Regions from separate parts of the Sus scrofa genome. Here all the other regions are linked to region 1. The links are chromatin contacts, called in public HiChIP or PLAC-seq maps. All regions are on one chromosome and are shown on one strand. Each heading gives the region's core, a stretch centred on a gene start, on an enhancer-like site or on the middle of the called end of the contact. The rest is flanking DNA. Distances are from core to core; before and after follow the strand shown. Region 1 overlaps CUX1 (protein CASP). Region 2 overlaps CUX1 (protein CASP). Region 3 overlaps CUX1 (protein CASP).

Region 1 (2,902 bases), core at 149-2,648:
GACTCCAGGCACTGGGCGCCGTGGAGCTGGGTCCTGCCCAGCAGAGAGTGTGGCGCACTGGGTATACAGACCTCTCGGCCGCACCTGTGGACAGCGTGTGGCCGGAAGGAAGCGATTCCGGAAGTCACTGTCCCTCTAGGCTGCAGCGTTACTGCGCTACAGTGGGGAAAGGGGGGCACCTGCCTCGCAAGGCTCTTTTGCACAAGGAATTAGATAATACAGCAAAGTGCCTCCCTAGAAGCTAGGCATTATGCCTGGCCGGTAACGAGGATGGTGCTAACAAAATAATTACAACTAGGAGTTCCCGTCATGGCACAGGGGTTAACAAATCCGACTAGGAACCATGAGCTTGCGGGTTCGATCCCTGGCCTTGCTCAGTGGGTTAAGGATCCGGCGTTGCTGTGAGCTGTGGTTTAGGTCACAGACGCGGCTCGGATCCCGCGTTGCTGTGGCTCTGGCGTAGGCTGTTGGCTGCAGCTCCGACTGGACCCCTGGCCTGGGAACCTCCATATGCCGCGGGAGCGGCCCTAGAAAAAGCAAAAAGACAAACAAACAAAAAAAAAAAACATTACAACTAGCATTTACTGAGCCCTTACTTAGAGTTACGTTTTGAAACGATGCTGACTTCACTGGTTAAGTTTTCCAGAACCGAGAACCTAACACATCAAGGATGTGCTGAACCTGAAGAGGAGGAAAGGCCCCGAGGAGTCAAGCTCTCATTCCCACATCGCAGAGAAGGGAGGAACGCCTTTTTATTTATTTATTTATTTTTTTTTATTTCCCAGGAGAAGACTCTTACAACTCAAGGCCGTGTGTCCACTTCAATCGTCCGTGTCGTGAGACACAACGGGCACGGTCAAGTTGGGCGGTGTTCTGGCACCAGCCCGGGCCCAGGCCTCGTGTCCAGCTGGCCCAGGCCTTGTCCACATTCGGCACACGACGTCAGCCTAGGACACCTCATTCTTTCACATTTAATAAACCAGCTTAAGACATCGTTACTCACCACCTCGGTGAGTTCATTGTGAAACCCCGAAGGCGGAGAGGGGACCCTCGCATTTCTTACTAAAAGAGAAGCAGCTTCTAACTCTCATCGGCTAAAACGCGAACTGCTGCAAGTATCTACGCCGTTCCCATACCCGCTCTCTTTATGATGTTATAGACAAGAAGGCCGAAAACAGAGACACAAGAAAAGTTTTCTTCTTCTAATAAGCACCTTTCCACAAGAAGCTACCAATTACGAAAACCAGAAATGCACTTAAATGCTTCTGACTGCACCAAGCAGAATGTCAGCCGCTTGTATTTATTGCTTATTTGAAAGGGAGGGAGGGAGAGCAGAGTAAAATTTCCTTTTTCTTCTCTAACGAGATGAGTCACAATTTCCAAACATCAATCAATCAGTGAGTCAGAGGCGGGGAGAAGAGGAAATGACCGGAACCCCCGCCCCCCGACTGTGAACGCCCCCAGAACCACAGCCAGCCAGGGACTCCCAGGTGCCGACTCAACGTCCCCAGGTCCCAGCACGCGGGGACCAGGCGCCTCGGGTGAAACCCGCGAGTCAGGCCCCAAGCCTGGGGTTCTTTGCTCATTCACTGAGCTATTCCATATCATTCTGGGGTGCCCCGTGCGTGCTGGGAATACAGGGGTGAGGGAGGCGTCCCCATGCAGGCGGTATCCCACACACGAAGTGCTCTGCTCAGGGATGCAGACAGGACGGAGGCGCAGAGGAGGAAAACCCTGCGGGTGGGGCCGGGAGGCTCCAAACATGCCTCCAAGACAGGGGACACCCGAGCTGAGTCATGAGGGACCAGAAGTTAGGGAAGAGGCGGGAGGCAGCAAGAGAAGGGACCTGCTCCAGACGGAAGGATTCCTGTGCAAACGCATGGGCTTGGAGAAAGGGTGCTGTGGCCCAGGCCCGACAGGGAGCTCACCTGGACCACAGAACTGCTAGTGAGGGAGAGATCCTGGCCAGAGACCAGCTCTCGAAGGGCCTTCCATCCCTGCTAATGTTGGCTTTGCTCCTGAACCGTGTTTGTGCTTCTGGAGCAGGGCCGGCCGGGGGGGTGGGGGGCTCTCACATGCTAGCTGGTGGGGAGGGCTGGTTAGGATGCAGACTGCAGCCCCTCGCCCTGCCTCGAGTTCCCAGTCCATCAGGTCTGGAGTGGGCCCAGGTGGTGTGATGTTGCTGGTCCTAAGAGCAGGGCTCAGCGCACCCAATCCGGCCTGTTTTACGTTTCTACATAAAATATTACTGGAGCGTGTCCATCACTGAGGTATTAGCTATAGTGACTTTACAGCAGAGCTGAAACCACAAAGCCTAAAGTATTTTACCATCTGGCTCTTATTTTTATTTATTTATTTTTGCTTTTTAGGGCCGCACCCGTGGCACATTGGAAGTTCCCAGGCTACAAGGTCGAATCGGAGTTACAGCTGTCAGCCTACACGGCAGCTCATGGCAATGCTGGGTCCTTGACCCACTGAGCGAGGCCGGGGATCAAACCCGAATCCTCACAGATACTAGCTGGATTCATTTCCACTGCGCCACAGCGGGAACTGCCTATCTGGCTCTTTACATGCAACTTTGCCGACCCCTGCCGGAGGATGTTCCTAGGGGATTCGAAAAAATAACAGCTTTGCGGTCAGTCCATGTTGGATGGTATTAGATTAATCAATGCCCAGCAGGGTTCTTTTCTGCAGGACTTTCCAGAGCCTTTAATACCATATTTTTCTGGGACTGGCGTTCCCAGCAACGCAACGTGAGTCTGTGAGATGCCGCTAGAGGATTTTAACGGACGACGTGTTAAACTGGGGTTTAACCCACAGCCGTGTCTCCTAGGAAAAGCACCCCAAGGGCAGACAGCCTGGAGGGGAACGATCAGGGGACCAGCTGGATGGCTACCATGGC
Region 2 (3,209 bases), core at 58-2,557, 140 kb before region 1:
GCAAGAACACAGATTAGGAGCGGGCAGTCTAGCTCTGTCCGTCGGAGACTCAGTTCTCTGCTAATTTTTGTCATGTCAGTTAACCTCTCAGAATCTGTTTACTCACTCAGCAAAGAGGAGGGAAAAAAAGCGCCCGGAAAGAACGTGATTGAAAAATCATACATAAATATTCTTAGATACAGAAGAAGTGGCTTCTGGAGAGGACACCTGAGCCCCACCCTTCATCCCACCACCAAAGCGGCTCTCGGGAGTGTCTCTGCATGGGCCCTGGAGGGAACAGAGGCCGCCTCCCTCTGTTCACTGGGTGCCTGTCCCCCGGGAACTGGCGGAGGTTTCGGGATCTTGGGCAGAGGACACACACGGCCAGCAGGGCTGTGGACCCAGGCTGCTGCATCCGTACTTTCCGATCGCTGAGAAACGTCTTGGGAGGGCTGCCGTGTATAAACATTTGTCAGGCTCCCCTTCACGTCCTTAGGGTGAAACGTGTCAGGAGGCCTTTCCGGCGGCTGGAGCGCTGCTTGTCCACGTACAGCTTTCACTCTTTCAGAACCGCCTCTCAGATGGTTCCTTCTCCCTGTTGACTTAACCTGGAAACGCCCTGCCTACAGCCGGCAGGTGCGTCCGCTTCCGGGCCTGCACCTGCTGTCCTCACCGCTCCCGCAGGCACCAGCGGGAACCGCAGGCGGCGGGAGAAGGCCGCCCTGCTCGGATTCCCGGGCGGGCGAGGAGGGGGGCCCTGAGGCCAGGGGGAGTCGGGGCCACAGGGAGCATCCGACTAGGGTAAGTAAGAATCCTGCTCTGATTCCCGAACGTGAGGAATTCTAATTACCCGCTTCCTGCCCTGAGTACTACTTGGTAGGAACTGTTTAGAAAAGGTTTGGTGGCAGAGAAGCTAGAAACGAAGGATAAAAAAAGCCCTCCAGTTGCGTTCCAGTTATTACTCGCAGCTCCCTTCCCCTCCCTCCGCCAGGCCCAAGGCCCAGACAACTTCCTGGGCCCAAGAAGAGGCTCGGGGCTGTTCTCCTCTGATCACACCCACACCCTGGGGCCTCCCTGGCTACACAGCTCCTGCTGGTCCTACAAGCTGCTGCCAGAACTCCCCCCCACCGCCCCTGCACCTGGTCCTTCCGCAGTCACTGCAATGCTTGGCTCACCTGTGGCTTCAGGGGCCCTCCCAGCATCTGTCCACAGCCCCCACCTTGCAACTGCCCTGCACTTCAGGCAGCTGGGGCTTGTTTCCTTTACCCGCAGGGCTGGGAAGTGAAACTAGAGACCCAGGCTGCCAAAGGCGGCAGCGCATTCCGAGGAAAGCCAGCATCCTTCCTCTTCCTCTCACTGGCACCGAGAGTCTGCATTTCGGCAGCCTAAGTGCCTTTTTTAGGGCAACGTGCAAATGAATAATTCAGTGGTTCCTCCTCTACTGGTGAAGTGTTAGACAAACAATTCAGACGGGGCCAGACTTGCTGGCCCCACGAAGACGGTCCCTTCCCTTCGTCCTGACATCATCGGATTTGGCCATGAATCTTTAAGAACACCCTCCATCCTGTCTGATCACTAAAATACCACAAAGGAAGTTCACAATACTTAGAGGTAGGGAAAAAATAGAAAGGTTAATTGCCACAGAAAGTTTTCCCTCGTTGCCAAGCAAACAGTCCATCGGGGCGTCACCGTTAATAAGGAACTCTGAAAATCCTAGGCAGGGAATGCCGCCGTCACATCAGGTTACTGAGCCGCTCACTGAGCTTTTAAATCCCAATCCAAGCCTTACGAAAGTACCTTCCCCACGAGGCTCTGCTCGAACTCCCAGGTTTCACTCTAAGAGGCTCATTGATTCTGTGTCTTGTAGTAAAACCGCCTGGAATACTTTGGGGAGGGAGGTGTGATGCAAATTTGAAGTTAAACAAACCGCCTTCCTGGTTTCATTAGAGACTTCATTTTGGAAGGGATTCTTAGTGGACCAGCCAAACCTTCTTCATACGTTCATGGTTGGTTGGGAAACTTCAGCTGATGGAACCCCGGGGGCCCTCTGTCAGGAAGACACATTCGGCAAATAACTGCCTTACAGCTCGGCTACGCTTGTGACCCCTGATGGACAGCGTGGCTGTGATTCTGGACGGGAAATTGGATCCAGTCACTTTCCTAATGACGGGGTAAGGGGTTTAACCCTTACGGGAGGGCCCGGGAGATGCAGGCAGTAAATTTCTGAGTTTAGGAAAAATTAAACAATTTGACGATAAGGACAGATTTGTCTTTGTTTGTACCTTGGGATCTATCCAGTAAGCCTCGAGTGTGTGAAAAATATTTACCGTATGTATGCCAGGGAATAAAGGTTTCTTCTCACTCACTGATAATCTTGCTAAATGGCAGCTGCTTTGTGAAGGAAGGCAGAGGTGGTCCTTGGAAAACCCAAATAACGTTAAGGGGTTCACCAGGAGGAACGTACAGGTTAGCGTATTTCAGAAAGGATGGGTTTCGCGGCAGAGGTGGATGTCGGGAGGCATAACTGTGTCACATGTCGCTGCTGTGCTTGACATGCAACAGAACAGCGGCAGAGCAGGGTGAGAGAATCGAAAATAAGCACATGGCTCTTCAAAGTTTCAGGAGGGCTCCATGGTTTTGCACCTGACACTGAATTTCAGAAGTAAGACGGGACCTGGAGCAGGGCTGGCCTGGAAGGCTAAGGACATTCAGAGAGTCAGTTAAGCTTTGTGGTTCATCTTCCTTAAATAGATTAGAAAGCTTATGACAGGGATATTCTAAATTATAAAAAAAAAAAAAAAAAGAGTATCAACCGTAAAGAAAAATGTGAGTTAAGAGTTACATTGGTAAATGTAACTAGGCCAAATTCACCTATAAAAAGAAAACACCTATTTGAAAAAAAAACCCCAAACCCAAAAAAACCAAACCTAACAAAATGTAGCAGAAACACACCTTCACGTAAAAAGGCAAAGACGGACTAGATTTTCCTTTAAAGGCTACGGTAAGGTTTTGAAGCCACACTGGCCAATATTATATGTAGCAAAATAACATTACAGAGAAAGAAGTCGTACTGAGAGGCACAGTAAATCATAAAACAACAAGCTTCGACTTGTCTTAAATCACGAGGCCAGAAAAATCTATAAAATGCGTAGTATAAAAATGGAAAGAAAAGCAATACACAGAAGTGATATCCTGCTCAGAAACACACGACACTGCTTGGTGAATACGAC
Region 3 (3,143 bases), core at 94-2,593, 190 kb before region 1:
GACCTCTGAACTAGGGGCTTCTAATATTTTCACTATTTCCCAAAGCTTCCACACACATACCATGTCCTCACCCATCAATGAACCTCTGCCCACACAGAGCTTTCCCCCGGGAATGTCCTTCTCCCCGACCCCTTTGCCCTTCAAGGCCCAGCTTCCCCCTTGGGGCGCCCTCAGCACTACGCCCCACCCCACCCCCCGCCATGGGCCTGAGCACATACGTACCACGTGACAGACGACAGTAAGGTGGGTTGTGCCTGATCCCAGAAACCTGTCTTTTCTGATCTTAGAACAGAGGATTCCTTTATCTGGATGAAAGTAAAATGCCCTCATGCAGGGTCCACTCAAGAAAGAGAAATGAATGGGCACTTGGTTCCTCTTGCGGCCAACTTCATAGTCAGTGAGTGGGTGCAGGAAGCTCAGCCCCAGGAAAAAAGAGCAGTGGCCCCTGCTTAGGGAGGACACATCCAGAATTCTCTTTTGTTTCTGCTGTTGTCTATGGCCATGTATAAATCAGTTATGTATATATGAATCTTTTCAGCTATTCAAAATAAATGAGGGTAAGAATATATATATATATTTTTTTATGGCTCCACCAGGGGGGATCAAACCTGTGCCACAGCAGCAGCCCAAGACACAGCAGTGACAAGGTCGGATCTTCAACCTGCTAGGCCACCAGGGTACTCCCAAGGATAATTCTTTTTAGAGAGCATCAACAGTTACTTTCCTGATTTATTTCCATGAAAGAGAAGCGGGGGAAAAAGAAAAAAGAAGAAAGAAAGAAAAACAAAACAAAGCAGATCAGACCGAGTCTAGGGCAATGAATGAAGCGTCTTGCCTGCTTGAGACGGCGCCATGGAATCTTCTGGGGGTACAGCTAAGCCCTTTCCTTTTCCTCTTAATGTGTTATCCCACTGCCCCTCCCTGACTTAGTCATTAGAATTGAGGAACTGACTGCTTATTCAAGGAAGCTGCATCAGGGTCCTATTGCTGAGTTCAAAGCGCTGAAACGGTAAACACGTCCTCCGGGTCGGTCCGTGGGTACCAAGCGGAGCCATTACGCAGGTCAAGAAGGAAAGCTGGCCTGTCCCTACTGGGGGCGGGGAGGGGGCTGCGTACGGCCACATACAGCCTGTTACCCTGTGGTCCCCGTGTCAGGGAGGGTCACACGGGACCACCCACGTTAGAGATGGACTAACAGCTGCCGCCTTCTCGAGAGGCAACTGGTGCTCTGCTGTGTGAGAACAGCGACGTGGAGCCATGGAATTCTCCATGGGCGGAGACTTGGAAGCCACAGTTCCTGCCTGACACGCTGGGAAAAAGCTGGGTACTTTATAATTAATCCGAAGAGGCCAGGCCAGCCTCTCCCTTAGTACAGCTGGCAGGGAAGCTTGTTAGCTACTGCAACGAAACACTCCCCCAGCACAAAGTCACAAGGCTGAGTCGGTGGGTGTGGGTGGCGGGTGACTCCTCTCTGCGTTCTCCCTAATGCAATGACTAAGTCGCATCCAGGAAAATTTGTTCCTTCCTCTTTCCTTCTCCCCCTTTGAGAGTCGTCTCCTGTCTCCTTTCCCTTGGGGCAAATAGATTAATCACACCAAGGAGCCATGAATAAGAAATGAGCTTTAAGGAATGAAAAGGAAAAAAAAAAATCCAATCTCAGATCATATCTATGTACCTACCTACCCACAGACACACACCCCTTCATTCCATCTCATGGTTTTCTTCCTTTTAAAAAACCCTGTCGGAATTCCCTGGTGGCTTTGCGGGTAGAGGATCCAGCTATGGCTTGAGTTCAATTCCTGCCCTGGAAGACTCCACGTACCACAGGTGCGGCCAAAAAACCAAAACCAAAACCAAAAACCAACCAACCAACCAAACGACAACAAAATCCCACAACAGCCCTGCTAACCGATAAGCAAACACTGGGGGCCACACTCGAAGAAAACCAGGCTGATGGGGCCCCTCCCTTCTTCTGAGAGCGCGCCCCCTGCGCCTGGCGTGTTGCTACAGTCAGCAGTGTGGGGCCACTAATGGATAAGAGCTGGGATGGGAGACAGACGAAAGGGAGACCCCGAAAACCGAGCCCAAAGCACCCCTGCGCCTCCGCCTTCAGACAGGCCTGCTGCATTAGGGCAAAGGCAGCCCGAGACGCCAGCTCAGAACTGCTGGTGGGAAACCGGACTACAGGGAACAGAGGAGCAGGTAACTGCTCTGAAGTCCTGTCCTTTGCAAACCGTTTTTGCTTTTTCTTTTTCTCTCTCTTCTCTTTCTTTCTTTCTCTTTCTTTCTCTCTCTCTCTCTCTTTCTTTTTTTAAAATCACTCCCCCTCTGTTCTCCTTACTCTTCATCGAGGCATCAATAGCTTCCAAAATCAGCATGGGTCACTTGCTGAAAACAGCACGGATGTCCCCCCATGTCCAAGCCCATTCACCCCAATGCTGGGATCATCAAAGGAGCATTTAGAAACGGTGACATCCTCCGGGAGGAAAAAAAACGAAGACGCACTAGACCCTGCAGCCTCTCTCTCTCCTTTACCGTAAAACCCATGGGCAAGTCTGAGATACCGATCTTAGGGAAAACGGAGATGGCGAGGGCAGCAGAGCTGGGCAGAGAGAGGCCGACAGGAATCCTCAGTGAGGAAAACATTCCCGTGTCAGCAGTTTGCTGTTTAGATGAGCGAGGCCCTCCACTCCCAGGGCACCTCATCGCCATGGTAACTACGGGCAGAGCCAGGCATGGGAGCCGCGCCATCTCTGCTCAGACCTGGGCTGTGGCCGGAGGGCGGGTCTCCCATGGCCCTTCCACCTGGGAGGCGAAACCCATGGCCAGGTCGGTTCGGTAGCCTGAAATCTCAAACGCCGAGGGCTCCCCATCAATGCTCAGCGACAGACCAGCCCAGGGTTAGAATTACCTCCCTGCAGCCATCTGGCTCCACCGTGCTGAGCTGCCCTCGGCAGAGGCCTCCTGGCGCCAAGGACAGAACATCCTTTTGGGTCTGGGGGCCTCTTGGTCACCACGGAGAGAGCAGGGAATCAGAATCCTGGAGAAATTCCAGGCCAGAGGTGTGCGAACCTGCCTTTGGGGGAGCAGTGCTGAACGCTTCCTCAGAGACGCTGATTTTTTAAGCTGCCCAAGAAGATTCT

What was found. HiChIP or PLAC-seq counts read pairs in DNA pulled down with a chosen protein or histone mark.
Region 2: a contact with region 1 is called in an H3K27ac HiChIP or PLAC-seq map of alveolar macrophages. The contact joins two enhancer-like sites. A contact is called at or near these places in 3 of 47 Hi-C or Micro-C datasets (liver and skeletal muscle) and 2 of 2 datasets of contacts at active chromatin or transcription factors (alveolar macrophages and skeletal muscle).
Region 3: an H3K27ac HiChIP or PLAC-seq map of alveolar macrophages shows a contact between it and region 1, with 2.1 times the contacts expected there. The contact joins two enhancer-like sites. A contact is called at or near these places in 1 of 47 Hi-C or Micro-C datasets (fetal heart ventricle) and 2 of 2 datasets of contacts at active chromatin or transcription factors (alveolar macrophages and skeletal muscle).

Annotation. Positions count from the first base shown.
Region 1 is chr3:9,422,482-9,425,383 of Sscrofa11.1, reverse strand. All of the region lies in intron 2 of CUX1 (protein CASP), which reads right to left. Among named protein-coding and RNA genes, the nearest start is that of CUX1, 110 kb to the right of the region's middle. Within about 2 kb of position 1,398, at least 16 of the 83 cell types and tissues checked have an H3K27ac peak or open chromatin away from gene starts, as enhancers often do. A contact at or near this core is called in alveolar macrophages and liver, where this site is marked.
Region 2 is chr3:9,557,814-9,561,022 of Sscrofa11.1, reverse strand. The region is part of intron 8 of CUX1 (protein CASP); the gene reads right to left. It overlaps LOC110259890 (a long non-coding RNA gene), which reads left to right. Exons shown (of 2, transcript XR_002342308.1): 2 at 1-2,805. Among named protein-coding and RNA genes, the nearest start is that of SH2B2, 110 kb to the left of the region's middle. Within about 2 kb of position 1,307, at least 16 of the 83 cell types and tissues checked have an H3K27ac peak or open chromatin away from gene starts, as enhancers often do. A contact at or near this core is called in alveolar macrophages and liver, where this site is marked.
Region 3 is chr3:9,610,386-9,613,528 of Sscrofa11.1, reverse strand. The region is part of intron 14 of CUX1 (protein CASP); the gene reads right to left. Among named protein-coding and RNA genes, the nearest start is that of SH2B2, 59 kb to the left of the region's middle. Within about 2 kb of position 1,343, at least 10 of the 83 cell types and tissues checked have an H3K27ac peak or open chromatin away from gene starts, as enhancers often do. A contact at or near this core is called in alveolar macrophages, where this site is marked.